Linked DNA regions of Drosophila melanogaster: regions 1 and 3 are each linked to region 2. The links are chromatin contacts, called in public Hi-C and HiChIP or PLAC-seq maps. All regions are on one chromosome and are shown on one strand. The core of a region is the stretch at or near the end of the contact, and the rest is flanking DNA. Distances in the headings are between cores, read along the strand shown. Region 1 overlaps hth (homothorax). Region 2 holds the start of CG6465. Region 3 holds the start of lncRNA:CR44939 (long non-coding RNA:CR44939).

What was found. Hi-C and Micro-C count contacts between places; a contact is called where the count stands out from the background. HiChIP or PLAC-seq counts read pairs in DNA pulled down with a chosen protein or histone mark.
Region 1: a Hi-C map of the Kc167 cell line shows a contact between it and region 2, with 2.5 times the contacts expected there. The contact joins the enhancer-like site here to the promoter of CG6465 in region 2. A contact is called at or near these places in 29 of 107 Hi-C or Micro-C datasets (the Clone 8 cell line, the D17-c3 cell line, the Kc167 cell line and 9 more).
Region 3: a contact with region 2 is called in a CP190 HiChIP or PLAC-seq map of the Kc167 cell line, with 3 times the contacts expected there. The contact joins the promoter of lncRNA:CR44939 here to the promoter of CG6465 in region 2. A contact is called at or near these places in 8 of 107 Hi-C or Micro-C datasets (the D17-c3 cell line, the Kc167 cell line, the PNm cell line and 3 more) and 1 of 6 datasets of contacts at active chromatin or transcription factors (the Kc167 cell line).

Annotation. Positions count from the first base shown.
Region 1 is chr3R:10,534,289-10,537,681 of dm6, reverse strand. The region is part of intron 8 of hth (homothorax); the gene reads left to right. Among named protein-coding and RNA genes, the nearest start is that of mir-4944, 23 kb to the right of the region's middle. Within about 2 kb of position 1,726, at least 37 of the 39 cell types and tissues checked have an H3K27ac peak or open chromatin away from gene starts, as enhancers often do. A contact at or near this core is called in the Kc167 cell line, the OSC cell line, the S2 cell line and 3 more, where this site is marked.
Region 2 is chr3R:10,675,639-10,678,804 of dm6, reverse strand. It overlaps CG6465, which reads left to right and starts at 1,554. Exons shown (of 6, transcript NM_141747.3): 1 at 1,554-1,735; 2 at 1,811-2,155; 3 at 2,217-2,363; 4 at 2,428-2,711; 5 at 2,769-2,902; 6 at 2,961-3,166. The coding sequence starts at 1,645. The coding sequence ends at 3,165. It overlaps Phyhd1 (Phytanoyl-CoA dioxygenase domain containing 1), which reads left to right. Exons shown (of 3, transcript NM_001104270.2): 2 at 1-458; 3 at 734-1,068. The coding sequence ends at 918.
Region 3 is chr3R:10,459,227-10,462,429 of dm6, reverse strand. lncRNA:CR44939 (long non-coding RNA:CR44939) reads right to left here and starts at 1,402. Exons shown (of 1, transcript NR_125129.1): 1 at 352-1,402. lncRNA:CR44955 (long non-coding RNA:CR44955) reads left to right here. Exons shown (of 1, transcript NR_125130.1): 1 at 1-43.

The DNA of each region.
Region 1 (3,393 bases), core at 477-2,976, 140 kb after region 2:
GCTGAGAAAAGCGAAAGAGTGAGCCTCAGGGTTGGCGAGGGGGCCGAAGGGAACTTGTGCTAAAAACTTTGACGACAGCCAAGTTGGGCTAAAAAGGGGGCGGCGGTGGCAGGGGCGGGGCAGCGTTGGCGTTTGCGCCTTGCAGTCGCTGGCAAGTGATAAATCATTTCAACTGTCACTTTCGAAACACAATTTTATCTAAACACAGACACACAGAAAGCGACCCGCACACAGACGAAAAGCGACAGACACAAGTGCACTGAAAACAAATGCTTGATAGTGTTTTCAAAGGCGTTAACTATCCGATTTTTATATGGTATCAAAAACATCTGCGTTTACTTGAAATCAATTACTTTATTCAGATTCACATTCTTAAAATGATTGAAGTGAACGAAAATGATTCAAAGTATTAAAATGGCAATGAAAATATAAAATAAAAATAGTTTAAATTTTAAGTATATCAAATGATTTATTTAATCAAATATAGACATTAAATAATTTAGCTCCCTTTTTCTCACTGCTTTCAACGAATTTGAAGCGACTTTGGCATTGGGGTGAAGTGAACTCTATGGAAAATGGAAAATTCGTTTCGTTGCGTCTGTTGTTTTTCTTTTTTCGGCTGTTCTCGGTTGTGAGGGGGGGGGGAACACTTTTGGCTGAAGGTGGGGGTATAATGGGTGTTAGTTATAATGTGTGCCAGTGTGTGTGAGAAGTGCATGGGTGATAAGGCAAATGCATTTCGTAGCTCTGAGGCATCTAATCAATGCCTAAGCGCCATTTATCAAGCCCATGGGCACTTCACAAAGTTTTGGGGAAACTCGGGGAAAAGCGGGGAAAATTCGGGCGCTGAAAGTGGGGAGAAGGAATACACTTAGCTAGAGGCTGAAAAGCAAATGGGGTCGCCACCGAAATAGTGCCACTAAAAATAGAAAATCGTTCGATGCGTTTCACCGACAAAAGGCCGAAAAGCAAATCAAGCAAAGCAACAAACGAAATTAAAAATAAATATATAAAAACGGGAATATAAAAAAAGTCGCGTCTAACTTAAGGCAATTTAAAATTCAACTAAAAGAAAGCGATATATTCAAAGGTCAAAAAAGAACAAACCAAAAATAGGTTACTAAAAATACAACAAAATTCGCACAAGAGCAAACATAATTAACAAAACCAAAATTAATTTCAAAAACATTTCGAAACATTAAAGTGGCAAAACATGCAAAAATAAAATAGAAGAAACGAAAAGCCGATCAAGATAATTTAAAATACATTTTTGAAGCAAATTGAACAACACAAAAAGCTAGAATAATTTAAAATACATTTTGAGACAAGCTAACCATAAATGTTTTAGCACATTCTCAGAATCGAGAGTTGTGACATTTAAAAGCCCCATAAACAAAGGAATCTGAAAAAGCATTTTGGTTTAAAATAATATATAACTTGTGGCATTTTCAAGTTTTTGTTTTTTGCTTGTGGCCAGTTAAAGCGAAGCGAATTAGCTTTGTTGGCCTTATTGATTTTGCATTGCATAAGGCAATAGACGTGAAGAAGAAGAGCTGAGGGACTCAAAAATCGAATTAGTCAAGTCACAAAAATTGAAAATCATTAACTTGGCAGAAACCAAAAAAAAAAAAAAAAACGCTCAATTCGCCGCAGTTTTATGTCTTCACTAGCTTCGTCTCGCTCTGGCGCACCAAGAGAGAGCAGAGCCGCTGCGAGGCGGGGAAAATATACGCGGCCATCAAAGAGCGAAAGAGAGAGGGAGAATCTGTGGATGCACGAGTGTTTGTGCTTGTGTTTTTTTTCCATGTGTGTTTGTGTTTGGGAGAGCAAAAATCAGCAGACTGTTTGGCTCTGTCTCTTTGTGTTGTTGTTATTGTTGTGACTTTGTTTTGTTTTGCTGCGGCTTTTTTATTTTATTTCCTTACAATAAAAACGACAATAAAATTTTTTAGTGCAAAGATTTATGTGCGAACAATTTTTTTCGGCCACTCATTTTACCTATGTTGTTGGTCTTGTTGGCCCCAAAAATCTCTATTAATTTTGATATTGATTTCGGTTGAGTGCATAGAAACAACACGTTGTCAGGTCAATTTTTATTAGCTGAAAAATGTTGGGTAACTATTTGGGCTAACAATTTAATAACACAAAAATAATAACATTTAAAAAATCCGAAATTATTTAAGCCATATAAAATGCCACAAAATAAAGAATATTTATGCAGCAATCGAGCAGAAAAATAGCTAAAATAGTTTAACATTTTATTATTTTAGTTTTATAGTTTTATTATTATAGTTTAACATATTATTATTATTATTATCACGTAAAAACATTTGGAATTGATAACCAATTAAATAGATATTTTTCCACTGTTTGTTATTTTTGCCGATTTTATTTTTGGCCCTATTACGTTACATTTTAATTGGGCAGGTGCAGTTTCGCTGGCAATTTAATATTCCATTTAAGTTAAAAAAAAAAAAAAAAACAGTAGACACTTGCATTCGCTCTTGCCAAAAGGGGCGTGGCATTCGGGGGTGGCTCTTCGAGGGCGGGTGAATGTAAGGCTGGGCATCAGGACCACCCCATAAACACCCCACAAAAGCGTTCATAAAACGTGCCCATTTACTACCAAGAAAATTGCCCATTAAGAAGAAAACGAAGCGTAGTCTGGCCCCCGACTTTTCCCCCCGCTTTTCTGACCAGAATAGAAGGAAGGTAAAAGGAAAAAAATGGAAAATTTAAATAAAGGTGCGTTGCTGCTTGTCTGCCCGCGTCGTTGAGCTCAAGAAAGTGCTTAAAAAAATAATAGAAATTGCCCGGGAGATTGGTCGAGGGTTGCTATTGTTGTTGTACGACGCGGCACGCCCCCACACTTCATTTTTTTTCCAACCGCCTTCATTGTGCTTTAAAGCCAATAAACCAAATTATTATTAGCGCCATTTTCCCCGCTCATTTCCTTACACTACGTATTTCATTTAAAGTTTTATCAGCTTAAAGTGTCCATTGAGGTTCTTATGTTTATACATTTTGTGGCCCGTTTTCCTTGAGGGTTTCTTTTCATTCAGAGATTACTGGGGGAATTTCAGGTGTGGGGGCCAAGGCACCTGTCATTCTCCGAATTTTTGACGAAAACCCAGAGACAACTATCTCTGAGCCTTCAACAGATATCATAAGATATATGCGTTGGCTTAACATATTCAGTGTGCTGTCAATATCGGTTGAAAAGCATTAAGTTGACAAGTGTTGCGAATTGTGTCAGTCAGTCGGTGGCTTAGAGTGGCTCAAGATCTTAATACTGCTGCGGATGCCTTAACTGGAAATGAGTTTCAGTTCGTTTGCCGAAAGGCTTAGGAACGCGGAAAATTGAATTAATAATTATACGCGGTTTTCCCGCTG
Region 2 (3,166 bases), core at 305-2,804:
AAAGGGGGCGGTGGGAGATGAGGGCCAGCTGCTGGTGGATCCCATGATCGCCCTCAACAAAGTGGGGCATGCTCTGCACGTGGAGCATCCTGCCTTCAATGCCATCACCTTTAGCAACCGAGTTCGGGAGATCTGCTGGCAGTTGAACTACAATAAGCCGGCCGTCTGTCAAAGTATGTACATCTACAAGAATCCGGGAGTGGGTGGCGAGGTGACGCCCCATCAGGACTCGTGGTTCCTGCACACGGATCCCAACTCGGCAGTGGGCTTTTGGCTGGCCCTCGAGGACTGCACCCTGCAGAATGGTTGCCTGCAGTTCATCAAGGGATCACACAAGAGTGGAGTCCACAGGCGCTACCTTCGCAATCCCGACAAGGATGCCAGCGAACTGATGGTCTACGATCGGGCAGCTCCCATTTATCCGCAGTCCAGCTTCACGCCAATGCAAGTCAGCAAGGGTAAGTTGATAGAAGATAATTTATCATGAATTCAAAGTAGGTGAAGCACTTTCTAAGTACTGCAGAGCACTACAGCTTCGGTAGACCCATTTAAAATTTATCTTTATGGTGGTTAAGATGCAAAGTAAATATTTTGTTAGCTGCTTTTATCAGTCCAAGTGTAATTTAGTTGTATTTTTGGTCTGGTTCCCTAAAGAGTTATATTCGTGGTTTTTCCATAAAACGTTTAAATACTCTAAAATCATTATAACATATGTTCTACTTAATTTTTCCAGGCACCTGCATTCTAATCCACGGAAATGTGGTGCACAAGAGTGAGCCGAATCGCTCGCAAAAGAGTCGCCACGCCTACACTTTCCACGTCATCGAGACTGAGAACAACGTCAAGTATTCGGAGGACAATTGGCTGCAGGCGCCGAAGGATAAGCCATTCCCTGTCCTCTTCGAACGCAAGGCCTAAGGGTCTGGTGGAGATCGTTATTCGGTATTTTCGCATATAAGACTCTAGTGACTCTTTAAGTTTTGTTGTACACGCCAAGATGTATGATGTAATTGTAAATGTAAAGAATAAACTTCCTACTGTATTAAAATCTGAATTTAAACTGGTCCCAAGCAGTAGTCAAGCAGTGCTGGAAATTTGAATTTAAAGCAGTACTTCGGGCTCGAGCCAGTAAGCAAGCAGTTGATGGGAACAGATAGCAAGGGGCGAACGACCGACCTTATAACAAATCTACGAATCAAATTTAAACTATAATAGAGAGTAGAAGGGGAGACCACGGTCAAATTGATACAGTAAAAACACAATAAAGTTGAAAAAAGTCCCCTGGATTATTGTGTCAAATATTACATATAAAAGCTAAGCCTTATATTGCTGGAAATGTTTTTTGTATGAAATATAAGAATTAGTTTTCCACAGTGATGTCCAATCACTGATTGCTGTTGTTGATTAAAACAAGTGATCCCCTCCGCTACTGTGACGTAAACGAGTTTTTTCACCATCCGAAGTTCTCGTTTACAATTTGATAAAATTATCTGTGTCCGCCACCTCGCGGGTCGCGCGTTGGCGTTACGATCGTGAGAGATAAGTCTATTAGTAGTAGGGCACTGGAACTCGACTCGGACACTAGCTAACACAACTCAGTATGCTGCCAGCTGTCAGCCGCAAAAGATCGTATATAGAAGTGAAATGGCCACCAGCAAGTGGGAATCCGATGAGGAGATACAGTACTTTCGCGAGTATCTGCGCATCCCAAGTGTCCATCCCGATCCGGACTATGGTTAGTATCTGAACGATAGTATATTTTAGAAAAATGAAGTGACAATTTTAAAGATACTTACACTTACCTCTACAGCACCATGCGTCGAATTTCTCAGACGACAGGCAAATCTGATGGATCTGCCAATGAAGGTGTATTACCCGGCAAATGAACAGAATCCCGTAGTGGTTTTGACATGGAAGGGACTCAATCCCGAGTTGCCCAGCATTCTGCTGAACTCCCACATGGACGTGGTTCCCGTATTTCCAGAAAACTGGACTCACCCGCCATTTGGAGCCGACATCGATGAGGAGGGTCGCATTTTTGCCAGGGGAACACAAGATATGAAGTCCGTGGGAATGCAGCATCTAGCCGCAGTTAGAGCGCTCAAGAGAAGTGGAGCGAAATTCAAACGAACTATCCACATTTCCTTTGTGGCGGGTCAGTTACTTTCTAAGTTACTATTCTATCATACAACATTTAAAATATTTCATTCACTTAGATGAGGAAATGGGCGGTCGTTATGGCATGAGACCTTTTGTGCCAACTGAAGATTTCCGTGCTCTTAATGTGGGATTTGCAATGGACGAGGGATTGGCTTCACCCGATGAGCAGCTGCCTCTTTTCTATGCAGAACGAGCAGTTTGGCGTAAATTTAAATTAAATTTTAAATTTAAGTCCCTTGCTATATATATACTTACCATTTCAAACAGGTGTATATTTCAACATCAGTGGGACTGCTGGTCATGGATCGCTTTTGCTGCCCAATACTGCTGGTGAAAAACTGAACTATATAGTCGGAAAGATGATGGAGTTTCGTAGGAGTCAGGTTCAAAGATTGCAGAATAATCCAGAGTTGGTCATTGGCGATGTAACGACCATTAATTTGACCAAACTCGGTGGCGGAGTTCAGAGCAATGTGGTGCCTCCCTTGCTAATGGTCTGCTTCGATTGTCGTTTGGCTCTAGATGTGGACTTTGAGGAGTTTGAGGCTAACGTAGGTGCTGTATTCATCCTAAATGTTGCGTAAACTAAGATACTGGCATATTTATAGCTCCACAAATGGTGTGCCGACGTGGGTGGTGGCATCGAGATCACTTACGAACAGAAGCAACCTAAAGTCCCGCCCACCGCCATCGATGGGAGTAATCCCTTCTGGCTTGCTTTCAAGAAAGCTACCGATGAGATGTAAGCGCTTCTAACTTAAAAGACCTCTGATTATCTTAACATATCATTAATCTTTCAGGCACATATCCATCAAACCGCAAATATTTACCGGAGGAACTGATAGCAGATACATTCGTGCCGTTGGCATCCCAGCTTTGGGCTTCTCACCCATGAATAATACACCTGTATTGCTCCACGATCACGATGAGTTCATTCAGGCGGATATCTATTTGCGCGGTGTGCAGATATTTCAGAAAATAATTAGCAACATTGCGAATGTCTAGT
Region 3 (3,203 bases), core at 153-2,652, 220 kb after region 2:
TAAGTGTCAGTTGTTGCTGATAATTAGCGATTATGGACGACAGCACACAGTCACAACTGTACTGCTAAAGTATCAATAATAAAAAGCATAGGTACAAATATTACCAAATTGGTGATCCACAGGATCACTGAAGTTACCTTGAGATGGTCATTATATGAACCTTACTCATTACCAATTTTCAAATGTTTGGGAAATACATTGTATCTGCTGTGTAGACCCGAAATCATACATCTTCCCCCTTTGAGTTTGCGGCCAAGGCGCTGATTAACTGTCGGCGGTTCAAAGTGCTCTTAGTTGCAGGGGGCAAATTGTGGATCGGGAAAACGCAGACTAGGTGGTGCTGGTACCCAAAACACGCACGCACATTCTGAGGTCAGGCACGAACATTTTAATGCGATAATTTAACCAGAATTTGTGGTTACATTGACTAATTGAACAGGTGTGGCCATTAAGCAGCCGCAGGCACAGCAATCGCATCGTGCATATGCACTTGCATTTGCATGCAGACAAAAAGGACATCGCCGCAGGACATCGCACCGTTACTGGTTACTGGATCCTGGTCACTCTGTTTGCTTGTTACTTGACCCCTTGCGTGACATTTCTGGCGACGGGACGAGAAGTTTGGCCGAAGACCAAAACAAAAGGACAGTACATCGCTGGACGGCATGTTAATTTGTTAGCTTGTTGAGTTGCTAACCAGGATCCGATCCGAGGGATGGTAATATGGTGAATCCGGCTAGTCAAAGTGCATTGCGGTTTCGGCCAGGTCGATTCCCCGTCTTGGAACTGGACTCCATCGCATGTGGCACGGGAACCCCCGAAATTAAACACTGTTGACAGCTCGCACTCACACACAATTTGAATAAGTTGGATGGGTTTTGAGACTTGGCGAGTGTATCCCTATCTATAGTACGTCCCATTGTCTTGACAGTTGCATGAGCTGGGATTCCGCTTTTGTGGTCGAACAATGGTTGATTGGGAACATTTCATATTTCGCTTTATAATTAGGTAATTTGAGTGGCCAGCCAGCCAGCCAGGTAGTCATGGCAGCCAATTAGAGAGCTCTGACATCGAAATGAATGCGATGAAGTGTGGGCCATGCTCCATGGAACTGCAACAAAGCCACCGCATGCATGCATGTGCCATCGAATTGGATCGGAGAAAATACATTTCATTTCGGGAAATCACATTTTATCTGTCCCTATTTTAGATCCGTATCTAGGAGATATATGCACGCACATGTTCGTCATGTAACGCATTTTCCAACCTTTCCAGTCCTCTTCTACCCGCTTTTCCACTTTCCGAGCCATGTTGTGCATTTGCATAGTCAACGATTTTTTGACATGTTGACAGTTGATTTTTCTGACAATTTAACTGGTTTCGATGTAAAATCAGTTTCGAAAATTACACTCGAATGTCAGCTGACGACTTTAAAGGAATTTTCTGAGCTCACCTCGTTGTTATTGTTGCTCTGGCTGTTGCTGCTTCTGGCCATGGCGTGCAGCAAATTGTTGTTGCCCCGACTTCTTGCCTGTATCTCAACAATCAGCCATGAAACTATTATTTTCACTCCCCCCTTCACCACCGCCCTCCTCATTCCACTCCTTTGTGTAAAAGTCAGCAGGCAAATTATTTAAATTGTTATATAAAACGGGTAATTATCTGGCAAAGAGTAATTAGTTTTTGATTTTTTTTTTTTGTGGCCTTCCGCTCCAATGCTTGAAACTCCCTGTCATTTTCGCCATTACTTGGAAACCAAAAAGTGGTGAAACGAGCCAGCAAAACTATATATAAAATGCAAATATATAAATAGACATTTTATAGATAACTAGCCTATAAAATGTCCAGTAAACATTGCCAATGAACGCTGAGAATTCTGCCAATAAAATCTTTTCTTTTATAATACTTTCCAGTCCGAAATGACCACCATTACTGACAATTTTCTAGGAATTCCTGCATGTCATCCATATGTCAGCGATAAGTGGACTTTTCAGCCATTTGTTGCCTACTTTCAGGGCGCCAGTGAAATGAAGACCTCGCGAGCGAGCGGACAACCGAAAATGCGGCTCGCTTAATTAATTAATGCACTCGGGCAATTTATGAAAATATATCAAAAGCTGACAAGCTGGAAATTTATGCGCCCAACTGGTTGGCACAACCTGAAAACGGGAGCAGGAGTTGCTGGCCAAACCACGCCGAGCCGGGCCAGTCAAGAATTCTGAATTAAGAGCCAGGAGTCGACAGTCGGCGCCGCTGCCAATACAATTTTGGCGCACTGCTGCAGTTGCAACTGGCAACTGGCAACTGGCAACGTGCGGCATTTGCAACTGGTGCAGCGATATTGCGGTGCAGCTTGGCTCTTATGAGCAGCAAATGCAGCGCGACTAATGCGCCTCAAAATTCCAGCCACGGGCCGCTGTCAGCATCTCTGCTCCTCCGCCGGCCAAATGCATCCAGCAATGCGTTCTGGCACTTGTGAACATTTTAATTATATATGTGTATGTATGTATATGTGGCCAGAAAGGTGTTTTTAGGGGATTGGTGGGTTAAAGAGGATTGCGGGGCATGCGTTTGGAGCCCCGGACTCTGAAGTCGAGGTGATAAAACACCCGATAATCGCCGAGATCGTTTTGCTGCCGCTGCATCTTCAGCGCTTTTGCGCATCGCTTCGAATCTGTGGCGGCCACATGCAAACATTATAATTTAATTGACAAGATTTATCGCATACGCAATTAGTGTGGCAAATGGCAACTGGCAAAACGGCAAAAGTGGCAAAAGCCCGCTGCCGCTTTTTCCGCGTAATTCGGTGGATGCCGTCCGACGTTTTAGACAATTTTTCTGCCGCGCCTGCATAAATCTCATCCGCGTACTCGTAGTCGCGACAATTATGCACATTTTGCTTTAAACGTCCCAATTAATAATTTTCACTTTGGTAATTATGACAGGCGCGCTGAAGTGACAACATCAAAGGGGCACAGAGATTCGAATTCCAGAGGCACTGCACCTTGTTTACCTATCTAAGTTCTTACTTAGCCTGGGTCCTAGTTTATATAAGCTCATAAGTATTTTTGGGTGGCCTGTGTAAATTTACGGGCATTAAGCAAAATGAGCATAAATTCGAGAAACGTGCCAGGTAAACCAGCAGGAAAATAAATTGTTAAGGTATTCACCTTAACCTTTTGAAACTTCCTCCTAATATGGCT